Linked DNA regions of Mus musculus: region 2 is linked to region 1. Evidence: chromatin contacts called from public HiChIP or PLAC-seq data. All regions are on one chromosome and are shown on one strand. The core of a region is the stretch at or near the end of the contact, and the rest is flanking DNA. Distances in the headings are between cores, read along the strand shown. Region 1 has its middle 11 kb from the start of Gm35343. Region 2 has its middle 11 kb from the start of Gm10510.

The links. HiChIP or PLAC-seq counts read pairs in DNA pulled down with a chosen protein or histone mark.
Region 2: a contact with region 1 is called in an H3K4me3 HiChIP or PLAC-seq map of embryonic forebrain, with 6 times the contacts expected there. The contact joins two enhancer-like sites. A contact is called at or near these places in 1 of 15 datasets of contacts at CTCF or cohesin (the NIH/3T3 cell line), 3 of 484 Hi-C or Micro-C datasets (the N1E-115 cell line, bone marrow-derived macrophages and embryonic fibroblasts), 7 of 115 datasets of contacts at active chromatin or transcription factors (cardiomyocytes, embryonic basal ganglia, embryonic forebrain and 4 more) and 3 of 9 other capture datasets (adipose tissue, embryonic stem cells and liver).

The regions. Positions count from the first base shown.
Region 1 is chr17:15,064,963-15,068,843 of GRCm38.p6, reverse strand. It overlaps a transcript of Ermard not described here. Among named protein-coding and RNA genes, the nearest start is that of Gm35343, 11 kb to the right of the region's middle. Within about 2 kb of position 2,618, at least 88 of the 459 cell types and tissues checked have an H3K27ac peak or open chromatin away from gene starts, as enhancers often do. A contact at or near this core is called in the N1E-115 cell line and embryonic forebrain, where this site is marked.
Region 2 is chr17:15,341,222-15,345,129 of GRCm38.p6, reverse strand. No RefSeq gene overlaps it. Among named protein-coding and RNA genes, the nearest start is that of Gm10510, 11 kb to the left of the region's middle. Within about 2 kb of position 1,924, at least 49 of the 459 cell types and tissues checked have an H3K27ac peak or open chromatin away from gene starts, as enhancers often do. A contact at or near this core is called in the N1E-115 cell line and embryonic forebrain, where this site is marked.

The DNA of each region.
Region 1 (3,881 bases), core at 1,369-3,868:
ATCACAGAGGTAGCTCACAGGTAACTCTGCTCCTGTCATTCCAGTCACAATGGCACTTGCCTGGGTCCCTCCTGTGGCCTCTGTGACTTAGTTTATCATCCTACAGCTTTACTCAGAGGCCAGATTTCACACACACCCCTTTAGGCTTGAAGCACCCTGGCTTTGGAAGCCTAGCAGCCTTTCAGGGCCCCATTTAGTAGCCCTGCACCTTGCCTGATCCCTATCAGCTCTTGCCTTGTCCCTTGGCCACCCATCCCGGCTGGGCCCTCATGGTCTCACTGTGGTCTCCTGAATGGAGTTAAGTCCTGGGAATTGCTGGAACCAAGCACCGTCCCCCACCCTTCTTACACTGGCATCTTGAGCACAGACATCAACCTCTCAAATGGACTTTCAGAGTCTGGCTGAACTTTGACCTTGTGTGAGCTAGATTGTGACTCATCTGAGGTCAGTTTGCTCAGCCAGCAGCTGACTGTGGTAACTTGAGTCAAGTGGATATGGAAATGGTTCCTTCCTCTACATCCTTAAGGGACCAGAGCATATTATCCCGTAGGTTCCAAAACGGAGAAGGGGAAGCAGTGGAAAAAGAGATAAAAGCACAGACGCCGTAACTGCAGACTCAGCAAGTCTGGCCTGCACAGTTCTGGCATTGGAGCACGGCCCTGGGCCTGTGGGTAGCCATGAACGCTGTTCTTCCTGGCAGCTCTTAAAGGGGTCCTTTGCCAAAAATAAAAAACTCATGAAGTTGGGTGTGATGGCACAGGACTGGGGTAGACTGGCTGATTCAGGGTGACACATAGAATATCACAAGCATGATAAGAACAGATTCCTGAATGGTTTTGAAATCTCAGGTCCTGGGTCTTAGAGATACTTCACTTGGAAAAACACAAGGATATTCAGGCACAGGACTTGAAAGCACTGGGGACTTCAGGCACGGGACTTAGCACAGCAGAGCTTAAAGGGGGTGGAGGGATGTGAGGTGTTGCACCGGATATTTAGCACCATCTGGACATGACCAGAACTTAAGGGAAGCAATATTCCCACCATTTGTCAGCCTGTGAGTATCACACCTCGTGGAGGACCCCTAAGGTGTGGCTTCACACCTCCTGTTCCCACCACTGACTAACACAGCTCACGGCAGCTGAAGATCAATATATAAACACAATGCAATGTTTCCATTGATTTAGCAGACCCCTCAGCCACTAACTTAGGTCCAAACCTCATCCAGGACATGGACAAGATGGGTCCAACTAAAGAAGAAAACAAAACTATTAGCTTTTCTACCATTTAAGGTAATACAGGAAAAATAAGCAAGCAAGCAAATAACAAAAACAGAGCCAAAAGTGTGAACTGCCCAGGTCCAGATGGATAGTCAGGATTTTGACTCCAACAAGACTGGCAACTAACATAGAGGCTCCTGAGGATGGGTTAGCATGGGACCATGGAAAATAATGTCTTAAGTGGGAAGTGAGGAGCCACAGCTTGTGGGAAAAGGCTTATATCTAAATAAATTCAATACTATGAGAATTTTACATGCTGAGACATGAGGGAGGTCCTAAGCTTGTTAATTAAGAGTGAAACAGAGAGATTGGAGGCCCCTGTGCCCACTATCCCTGCATCACCTGCAGCCCCTACCCTCTGCTCTGACTGGGATTTCCTGGACCTCATAACCTAAGGACTGGCCTTAGCATCACAGCCCTCCACTCCCAGTCTGTGGACTGTAGTGCTTTCTTGCTGATCTTGCATTTTGCTGGGCTATTTCTGTCTCCCTGCCAAGCTGCTGGAAAGGTTTTGAGATTACAGATTGCATTTCTGGGACTCAGAGGAACTGTCAGTGAGAGTGACCACTAAGCAGCTGAGGACCAGCCATCCCTGCCTCCTTCACAGGGGAGTGAGTTCCAGGTTTTCTCAACTAAGTTTTCTACCGTCCTCCTAAATGGAATTAATAACATTGTCTTGGGGGGTATTCAAAGTCCTGAGCAAAAGGCTTTGAAACTATGTAAGCTTTCTGTAAAGGTAGCATTTAATATTTATAATGGCAAGTCTATGCTTATAAGGATCCCCAAACTCTAATCATTGGCTGGCACAGGACTTCACTTTATGGGTAGCTTTTTTGAACTGAGCATATTTCATTTTCAATTAATTAATTATGTGTCAAGGGGACATCCTGTATCCATCCATTTGGAGAACTTCTGATGCAATCAAAGACTTATCTTAATTGGCCCCAGTCAATTCACATGGACACTCTACAATTCAGACACAGCCCATAGGAAAACTGGTTCCAGGCCCTCTAAAGCCCAAACTCTGGCGGTACCACAGTGATTTAGTTTCATTAAAATGTTTTAGTAGGGCTATAAAACAAACCACAGACACTCCCTTTTATCCGATGTAAGGAATTTTCTTTGTTAGTCCCTAAAAGCCAATCCCACACGGGCGGGCGCCATGCTTTGGCAGCAGTGTTGGCAGACTGGCTGTGGTGTCAAGGTGTGAATTCAGCCTGCAGCTGGGGAGAGTGGGTGGTTAGAAGCCAGTCTCCACTGCAAGCCTGCGCCCCTCCTTCTCTGCAAAGCTCAGTCCAGTCCCTTTAGACAAAGGGTTCCCCTCCCCCATCAGCAGTATGGTGATTGGTGGTTGGTTAATGGTGACCTTGGTCCCTCCCTCATTCTCCTGTCACCACCACTGGCCACGATGATGTCTTCCCCCAAGAGATTAATTCACACAATACAACCCCAATCTTCCCTCATGAAGATGGACAAGATTTTTAGACTGTGATTGTTCATGCCTTTCATCAATACAGAATTAAATGAACGGAAGGCCGAGCCTTCAGGTGAACGCAATGCTCCACAGCCCCAGTGGCCAGGCGCCAGTGGTCACTTCCCACTCTTGTCACCTTGGACCTACCTCTCTGTGGCCAGATGAAAAAGGAAAGAATTCCTTTTCCTGGAGTCACAGGAGTTGGCAGGAGACGTCTTCCCACACAGCTGGCAGATTACTTAATGAAGAGCGCCACCCTGTGTCTGACTAGAGAAAACACAATCAGGAAAGGACCTAGGAAGTTCTCTAAGGGAATCCAGCATCAATGTGTTCCAGGGTGACTTCCCCTTATCACGGGGTTCACCCCTCAAGGAGCTAAGCTAGACAGAGGCCCCGTTAGCAGCACAGCCCACAGTGAGACTGCAAGCTTCCACTGACGATCCTGTTGGGATACATAGCTTTGGCAAACTCCAGGTCGGTTGACAAGAGTGCTACCTGTGCCAGGTTCGGATCCATAGGTTAAAGAAACGAAAGCTACTCTCAGCTGGGGCTTCAGGTGAGGACTTGAGGGAGACCACTGTTTTCCCAATGGTTAATTCATGTAAGGCTGTGAACGGCTGGAATGTTAGTCACATACAGTGAAGACACGCACATAGCAACACACGCATCACACAGCCCAGTGTGACAGAGAGAATCCAAATCATCTATGAGGAAGAAAAGAAGAAGAGCCAGCATTGGTTGATACAGTAGGCACAGAGCAGAGCATCTGCTGCATCACTTTTTTTTTTCCTTCCTGTCAGTCAGATGAGGTATGCAGTGGCGATGTCAGCCTCAACACTGCACAGATGAAGACAAGCCCTCAAGGTTATAGAGCTCGCCCACAAGCCTGGTAAAATATGGAACCAGTATCTTCCTCTGCGCGTGCTCACTTCTCCAGCATTGGGTCTGCAATGCCAACCTTCCGGCTGACCTCTGCACTTCTGTTTCCTTTTCTAGGGTGACTCCTGAAATGATATTTTCTAGAGGCCACTGGCAGAGATCCACTCACAGGAGTTGAGGAATCTCTTGATCCAGGATTGAACCAGGCCTCAGACAGGGCAAAGCCTGCTCGACTCAGCACGCCTTTGTGG
Region 2 (3,908 bases), core at 675-3,174, 280 kb before region 1:
TTACCAAGAGATTGTTGAAGGCTTTGGGTTTAAGGAATTTTTATTGGTGGGTTTTTATAGTATTCCTGGCAGTTATGAAGAGCAAGATTTCTGCTTCCAGGGATCTACCGAGAACTGGGTGACACTCAGAGGGGAACAGGAAGAGGAAGGTCCCTTCTGTAAAAGGTCACATTGCACATGCCTCCTGCTTCGTGATGTAGCATGCTTGTGCCTTGACTGCTATGAACAGCTTTCCTCTGAGTGACATCTCAGCTCTACTTCATTGTATGATACCATGAATTGAGTTCAGTAGGGATACTGTTGAAGTAGGTATCAGTATACGTCCTGGGTGTAGAGGGTTGGGCATGCTAACTGTCTTAGATATGGTTTTACTGCTGTGAAGAGACACCATGGCCAAGGCAACTCATATAAAGGACAACATTTATTTGTGCCTGGCTTACAGTCCATTATCATCATGGCAGGAAGCATGGAAGCATGCAGGCAGACATGGTGCTGGAGGAGCCAAGAGTTCTGTATCTTGATTCGAAGACAGCCAGGAGGAGACTGAGTCCACACTAGGAGGAGCTTGAGCATAATAGGCCTTGAAGCTCACCCACACAGAAACAAGGGCACACTTCCTACAATAAGGCCACACTTCCTAATAGTGCCATTCTCTATGGCCAAGTATCTAAACACATGAATCAATGGGGACCAAACCTTTCCAAACCACCACATTAACTGTAAACCTAAATCTAACCCTAATTCTGCAGAGAAGTAAAGGCCTGAAGCATCAGCAGACTCCTAATCTGTATCTGCCCCACAGACCTGTAAGAATCTTTTGCTCACAAGGCAGCAGAAACAGGGACACCCAGTTAAATGACCCAGGCTACTATGAGGTGCGAGCCGGCATTTGTTTTGAATGTGTGGGTAGTTTTAGAGCCTTGAAGCATGGCATGCATGTGTAAAACACAGAATATCTGGGCAACGACAGCTTCTTCTTTATGTTCTCTGAGGCTTTTAGGGGTTCAAAACCTCCCCACCCCACAGGGAGGGTGGCACCCAGGTGTGAGGCTTCCCTGAACTCAGAGGCCAGAACAGGAGAACCCAATGCCCTTAATCCTTCCTTCTCAGTTCACTATGTGACTAAAGATAGCATTAGAATTAGAAATAGCTTTGGGAGGAAGGACAGACGCCAGCCCTGAAAGTCCCCAGAAGCAGTGGATGTGCCTGGAGTAGACAGGAAGGTGACAGCTTGGGATGCTGAGTGCATCATCAGTCAAGCTGCATCCTGTCAACAGAAGGTGTTTGAAAAATAGATACATGAATAATGGTATTCATACGCACTTTTTACAATGTTCAATACCCGCAACAAAATCCGGAGAAGACCAATGCATCCTGTGTGTAACATTTTAAGAGAAAATCCAAGAAGGGACAGCAGGCCTGCCAAAGCCATTTCTGTCTGGACATGTTTGTGCCAGCACCCTGTGGACTGTCCCAAGCCCTCAAGCTTCCTGGGATAGAAACCTGCTCAATCAGAACCGCCTGCTTGTGAGCCTAATTGAATGTCCCCGTGCATAGGGAAGGGCTAATGGCATGGATCAATCACATAATATCTTGGATTACAGACAGACAAACAGCAAAGCTCAGCAGCATGGCGGCGAGGACAGCACCGTGGGAACAGGCAGGGCAGACAATGGCGGGGATTGACAATGTGCAGGGGAAGGCCACCTTTGGGAGAAACCGTATCTCACAGCATGGTGGGGAAAGTGAGAAATAGTGGCAGATGCTGCCAGACCATGAGCAACAGATGCCTTCTGCTGGGGCCAGCCAGCCAACCAGCGAGCTGGTGCTGAGCCGGGAGCATTTCCTCCCCACCCCCACCCTTTGTCAGAGGAGGCAGCAGATACAGGCATTGCAGAGGAATTAAGCCAGCAGATGGTGGCAGCAGGGTTTGATGAGGTCAGGGTTAGGTGTAGGCATTAATCACTGCTCCTCAGGGAGCTGGGTGTCCTGTGCTGCGTTAAGCTGACCACCTCCTCTGCCTTTTACTGTGACCCCTTCCAGCGGATGCCTGCACTCTCTTTCAACGACTGACCCTTAAATCAGCTTTTGGAGGCCTCATCCGATTTAGCAGAATCTAAAAAGAACATATGTTGAATATTTTGTTAGTTCAGTTTGCGTTTAAATAATTGATGCTGCTCAATGCCAAATGTGAAGTTTTAAAAGCCTTGCTTGCTGGTTTTGATATGTTATCTATCATCTTATTGTACGGAGTCGGCTGTTTTCGACACAGGCTGGGCGCTCAGAAGCCCTGGCAATTTTTATCTCCAGGGTTTTACGGCGGGCATCAGCTCAATGTCCCTGTTTATGTCACCGTGTGCACCTGGAGGAAGTTCTTCTAAAATGCGGATTCCTACCCGAAAGGCTATTGAACAAATGGCAGGCTCTAATTCTTGATGGCCTTCTGGGGATAGAGATTCTCTGCTAGGGACTTTCTTATGGGGACGCTTTATTTCAGTAGCAGCAGGTGCAGAGTTTGTAGGGAGGACCACAAACATGGTAGGATGCCATAGGTCTTCATGTGTGCATATGTCTGGGTGCGGCTGAACTAGTGTCTAGTGTGTATGTATGTGAGCAGTTGAGGTCTTCCTGGATGTGTGTTGGGTGAGAACACATGGACACGTCCAGTGATGGATGTTATTAAAAAAAAAATAAAGCTGTTTTTTAGTTAAATATTTTTTACATTTATTTATTTGGGGTAAGGAGGAGAGAGAAGCACTTGTGCCACGCTTCACACTTAGAGGCCAGGGAACAATTTGTGTGACTCAGTTCTCTCCTTTTATATGTGGTTCCGGGGTCTGAATTCAGGTTTTTAACAAGGCAGTAAGCGCCTTTGTTTGTTGAGCCATCCCACTGGCCCTAAACTGTTTTAAATGGTTTCCAACATGAGCTCAGAGATTCTCTGAAGTTTGTTTTGCTTCTAGGACTTGAACTATAAAGTGTGAAACAGGAACAATGTATCTTTCCTGTTTCAAGGCTCCTTCTGAGAAGTGCGGTAGTTGACAGAAAACACTGCTGGCTCCGCGGTAGGCACCTCTGCAGGCACCTCTGGGTTGAGAGGCGGCTTCTGCATGGCTGGCTGTGCTCTGAGCATGAAGCCGTAGGCTTATTGCAGAAGGGTACATGCGAAAGGATCTAGGTTCCAGAGGGCAAGTGTGAAGGGCCTTCAAGTTTTGGTTTCTTCTTAAGGTGAGAAGAAAGCTGTCCCTAGTTTTATACTTAACTACGAAACTTATTGATTATTCTAACTCGGAAACAATAGCTGCTCAGGACAATTTAGAAGCAGAGACAAGTATAAAAGTGAAGGTTTCCATCTGTGGGTATGTTCCTGTGCTGGCCTGTACACATGGCTATTCTTTTTAGAGAGTTTGAATTATGCATTGTGTGTCACTTTATATCTTGCTGTTATTTACATAGCCGTGGGCACCTTTCTCTGTTTTGTAAACATTGGCTTGTAATAGTCTATTGATTTAATAGATTTTGTTTCATAACTTTTATCCTCTTTAATATTAACTAAATATTTGAAATGCTAAAATGCTCTCACAGATAATGCTAGGGTGAACTTGTTTTGAAGAAAATATTCTGACATCACATTTATTTCCTTAAGCTAATTTTTTAGAGGTAGAACAATAGATGACATGTAGAGAAGGGAATATAGTTTCTACTTCTGTTCAGAGAAGGGCCGCACACCCGGGGCAGACAAACTGGAAAGAAGTCACATGGGCTGAAGGAGGACAACCAGCAAGCATATTGCCAATTAAGGACCCTTAAAGTCTGTTACGCATATTTATATCATGTAAGTACTTGAAAAATCAGGTCTTCCCATTTTGTTTGTTTTTGTTTTGAGACAGGATCTCACAGAGCTCTGT